Linked DNA regions of Gossypium arboreum: region 2 is linked to region 1. The links are chromatin contacts, called in public Hi-C maps. All regions are on one chromosome and are shown on one strand. The core of a region is the stretch at or near the end of the contact, and the rest is flanking DNA. Distances in the headings are between cores, read along the strand shown. Region 1 holds the start of LOC108482147 (UDP-glucuronate 4-epimerase 5). Region 2 holds the start of LOC108470823 (AP2-like ethylene-responsive transcription factor ANT).

The links. A called contact is a pair of places that touch in the nucleus more often than the background predicts.
Region 2: a contact with region 1 is called in a Hi-C map of leaf, with 3 times the contacts expected there. The contact joins the promoter of LOC108470823 here to the promoter of LOC108482147 in region 1. A contact is called at or near these places in 2 of 5 Hi-C or Micro-C datasets (both in leaf).

What each region holds. Positions count from the first base shown.
Region 1 is chr11:41,940,217-41,942,916 of ASM2569848v2, forward strand. LOC108482147 (UDP-glucuronate 4-epimerase 5) reads left to right here and starts at 1,306. Exons shown (of 4, transcript XM_017785261.2): 1 at 1,306-1,706; 2 at 1,708-2,201; 3 at 2,204-2,350; 4 at 2,353-2,700. The coding sequence starts at 1,597.
Region 2 is chr11:42,562,758-42,565,457 of ASM2569848v2, forward strand. It overlaps LOC108470823 (AP2-like ethylene-responsive transcription factor ANT), which reads left to right and starts at 1,436. Exons shown (of 9, transcript XM_017772305.2): 1 at 1,436-2,656. The coding sequence starts at 2,338.

The sequences.
Region 1 (2,700 bases), core at 56-2,555:
AATCCCCTTCTTAAAGGTGTTTGCACATTCATCTACAATTTAATCCTATAAAAATCACCTTTGACTTTCGATCTAAGCACTCCCCTAGAGGTGGATCCAATTGCATGCATAAGATCCTTTCAATCACACTCTGGGGGACAAGGACCCCCTTTGACCCAAAAAAGAGACGCCACTAATCTATTTTGCTTCGTTCCATCGATTCCAATAATTTATCAAAAATAATCAATTGCCATAAAAAAAGCCATGATTGTCCCTCCAAAGTCAACTCCAGATCCTCTTCATCTTCAAATGAAATTTAAAACAAATTTTGTCTTGTAACCTATATCTCAAATTTCTTTTTAGTCTGCCAAATACTTTTTAATTAAGCCTGAAAACTATCTGGATTGTGAGATTTTTTAATCCACACAATGCATAACAACGTCAGTTTTTCATCTAGAACTACCAGCAAGCTTTTAACGGACGACTGAATCAGTTCCTCCTTCAAAAGAGAGATCTCATCCTTCTCCATTCCCTTTAAAGTCACCACTTTACTCAGACCCATCCACAGGCAGTGCTATTTATCTAAGAGACTAAGAGAGAGCATTCTTGACTTTTTTGGAGTTTACAATATAAATTCAATACAATTATAATATAATTACAAATACATGCCTAATAAACTATAAAGTAAAATCAAATTAATATATAACACAAATAAACTAAGAATCCTAATAATTTAGACTAAAATCAATCCATCAAAGTAAAACTCACATAAAATAAAACTAGGAGCTTAAACAATTATATATAACAAGACTTGTACCTTAACTATTCAAATACCTATATATTACAATTATAACTATCAATTAATAACATAAATAATGTTTTTAAAACCCAATATCTACTTTCAATTTCTTTTACCAAACAAAATTAAATTTGCAATTATTTGTCATGTCTAAATAACATTTCAAATATATAAATTTAAAATTGATATTTGTATTTTCAATTTACACCAAAAGAGAATACAAAAAGTAATATTATTTTATAGGTGGTATTGGTGTGCCAAGTGGCACTAATAAAATTAAAAAAAAGTGAAACAGAAGAATAAACTACTGAAATTCTTTTTGCTTTTTTTCTTTTTATGTTACTTATTTTTAATTTTCACTGATGCCACCTAATATACCGATTGCATCCATAAAATATTTTTTTATATTTTCTCATGTATATTTAAAATACAAATATTTTTTTAAATGATTGATGCTACAAATATTATTTTCACTCATATTTTAAAAATATATAAATGGCACTTGACACAATCATGATATCAAAATTTTATTTTCTTTAAAACCAAATGATTAGTTAAAGATGCTAACTGAAAAGTAGATGGTGCCATCTAACCAATCGAGGACGCCAAATTACATTGTTCAAAATAGGTTATTTCCTTAAATAATTTTTTCCTTAAGTCATTTTGTTAATTAATTTGTTTTTTTAAGGTTATTTGTATAAAAAAAAAAGCCAAACCTTCCTTTTTTTCCTTCCTCCTCTTTCTCCGCTGTCGCCACCACCGCCGTCACCACTAAAAATCTGAACCCTAATCCTAAATCCCATCTTATATTGTTCCAAATGTCACACCTTGACAACATTCCATCCACTCCTGGCAAATACAAACCCGACAAAGCTTTCCGTTTCAACTCCTCCGCCGCATCTTCCTCTCTTTCCAAGCTAACCCTTTATTACCCTTTTCCTTTCCGTCCTCCTTATCTTCCTCCTCCTACTTTACTCCCCTTCTTCCAAACCATCGTTGCGCCGCCACCTATCTACTGGGTCCCACCGCACCCCACTCTCTCTTTCCCACAAACTAATCCGCAAATCTGCCCGTCCTCGCTCTACCACCGGTAACACCGTCCTTGTGACCGGCGCCGCCGGTTTCGTCGGAACCCATGTTTCCCTCGCTCTTAAACGCCGTGGAGACAGTGTCCTTGGCCTTGACAACTTTAACCATTACTATGATCCAACCCTGAAAAGGGCTCGCCAGAAGATCCTCGAAAAAGCTTGGGTTTTTGTCGTCGAAGGCGACATCAACGACAAGGGTCTTCTCGAGCAACTGTTCGATGCCGTTTTGTTTACTCACGTAATGCATTTAGCAGCTCAGGCAGGTGTTCGTTACGCTATGCAAAACCCAGGATCTTATGTTCATAGTAACATTGCTGGATTTGTGAACTTACTGGAGTGTCGAAATCGGCCAACCTTCAACCGGCAATTATCTGGGCATCTTCAAGTTCGGTATACGGCTTGAATTCTAAGGTCCTATTTTCAGAGAAAGATAGAACTGATCAACCTGCTAGTTTATATGCTGCTACAAAGAAAGCTGGTGAGGAATTGCGCATACTTATAATCATATTTATGGACTTTCATTAACTGGATTGCGATTCTTCACGGTTTATGGTCCCTGGGGTCGGCTCGATATGGCATATTTATTTTTCACTAAAGATATAATGAAAGGTAAAACTATCACTGTATATGAATCACCAGATAAGGGTAGTGTGGCTAGAGATTTTACCTATATCGATGATATAGTGAAAGGGTGTTTGGGAGCATTGGATACGGCAAAGAAGAGTACAGGGAGTGGGGGAAAGAAAAGAGGGCCTGCACAATTGAGGATTTTTAATTTGGGGAATACTTCGCCTGTACCTGTGAGTACGTTGGTTAGTATATTGGAGAAGATTT
Region 2 (2,700 bases), core at 186-2,685, 620 kb after region 1:
GGGTTAAAATTTTTAATATCAAGACTAAATTGACACAATATATAAATGTTGAGTGTTAAAATTATTATTATACTAATTTCAAAAGCTATTACGTCATCTTCCCATTAGTCATCTAATAACTAGTAATAAAAAAAGATAAAATTTAGTAATTAAGTGATTATTTTATAATTTTTCATAATTGATGTATAAAAAATTATCAATAGTTATTACTACTTAGTGTAGTTTAACCTTTAAATTTTAGCATTTGAAGCATTTTCTTTTTATGTAATTTCATTTTTTCTCTTCTATTTATCGTCATCATCATCATGGTTGTTTAAACTTAAGGATTGTACGCCCAAAAGGTACATGCATTAATTCGTTGAGTTAAAGTTTTGATATGGGCACATAAGGTTGATATTTAAGACTACCCAAAAGAGAAAAGAAAAGAAAAAGCAGGCTAAGACAAGGTGGGGTTGATTTTCTAACCCTTCTTTAAGGCTTGTCATTTTGTATTATGCTTGATTTGATTTCTTTTAGCAAGTGCTTTCTTTTTTTCAATTTTAAAGCAAGCCATTTTTAAATTTATAATATATTTAGTAAAATATTTGTTAAAAATATATATAAAACTTAAATGAGTTTTTATTTATATAAAATAAAATGTTTAAAATTCATTATAATACACATTCAAATTTTACCATTATTGATTTTAAATAAAAATATAAAATAATAATACAATGTACTTTGTATATATAAACTAATTAACTCGTGATATTAATTCAATAAAAATATTATATATAGTACAAATATAGTCCTTTTCTTTTAACATTAAAAAAATAAAAATAAAAACACTTTTTTTTTTTTAATCTCAAAGTCTATCACAACCTCAATAGTAAATGAGTATTTGGCAGATCTGCTAATAATATTAAAGCAACATGAAATCGATGTCTTAAAATTTGTATAAATTATTTTAAATACAACCATAAAAGAACAAAATAAATAAATAAAAAAACAAAGGATTTATGGGACATTGGTTTTTTCACTTCAACCCTATGAATTATGTATGGCAGCTCATTTAAGAAGCTATTTTTGTCATTCATTTTTGGTGTTTATAACCTTGTAGACATGCTTCTTACATCTCTTGTAAAGTGATCAAAAAGGCTAGTCCTTTAGGAGACACCATTACTTTCCCATTATGAAGGTGTTTAAATTTTAATGTAATATACTGAGGTGTACCAAATAAAAATACTACTATTGTACTTAGAGCTTAATTTTATGTCATGTAATCGAAAAGGTTAAATTGGAATTTTAATGTTTGTAAAAAGGAATTTCTGTCCTAAAATTATGGTCTTTTTTGTATTAAAAAGACAAGAGATGCTCACTTATTTAGTTTTTCAAGTTAAGTGGTACATGAAATCAGTGTATTTAATGTGTCGATGGATACATCCTTTTCGCCTTTTAAAAATATTGGAATAATAAAAAATAAATAATTTTGATCATAAATCCTATAAGGAAGCTTGAAAGACCAAAAACATACATTCCCTAAACCATCTTTGCTTAATGGGGGAAATAACATTTAATGTTATGTAAGTGGAAGATTCTAACCTTTTAAGACTAATGCTTAATCGCGGCAAGTATTTAAGTAGATATTAAACCGACATGAAAGAAAAGAGACGGTGTTGATATTTTAATTGGAGAACAGGAAACTGTGGTATATCCACATGGAAAAATAAGGATCCATTGGCTCGTAAGTAGCGCTACTGCTGCTACAAGCAGCTTGTCTTTGGGTGCAGCAGCTTCTGGTTGGGGCTAGTCTTTTCCCAATCTTTCTAAATGAATCTTTGAATTTTCAATGTGTGTAGGGGGAGGGGTCTTTAAAAAGAAAAAGGGTAAGTGGAAGCAAGAAGGAGCGTAGGGTAAAGCAAAAGAAGAGGTCTTTCTCATTCACAGATCCCTATGGAATGCAGGAAGGATGCCCAGCATAGCTTGCTAGAACTCATTCTTTTTGTTTAGTTTAAAGGAACTTACTAGCTTTGTTTCTCTTTAGAAATCCTTTTTCTGTGAGAAAGAGAGAGAGTCATGCATAGAAATAGAATTGATTCAGTTGCAGGAGCTTTGGATTTGTTTTAGATAAGTTGCTAGATTTGATCCATCACTTCTGCAGCTAAAAGCCAAAAATCCCTCTTGTTTGTGTGTGTCTGTTTTTTCTTCTTCTTTTTTTCTTTGGCAAAAATGGAGTGAAGCATTGAGATGTTTGGTTTATGATTAGTTCGTTTGTTTCCCAATGATTGAGTTGCCCTGCGCCAAGATAAACTTGCCTAGAATCTTTACTAGGTTTGAAAGAAGCATCATAGTTAAAAGATGAAGTCCATGAGCAATGATGATAACAACAACAACAACAATAACAGTAGTAACTGGTTAGGTTTTTCACTATCTTCTCACATGAAAATGGAGGTTAGCAATCAAGGCCATAATAGTAATCACAAAACACTGTCAGCTGCTTCTGGTGTTACAACAGCAGTTCCATCAAGCTTTTTCCCATCTCCACCATCTCATCTTAGTTATGGACTTTATTATGAAGGAGAAAATGGGGGCTTGTATTCTCACTTTCCTGTGATGCCACTAAAGTCTGATGGGTCTCTTTGTTTAATGGAAGCTCTTGGCAGGTCCCAGTCACAAGGTTAGGCTCAAACTTCTACTTGTATATTCTTTTCTTTTGGAGTT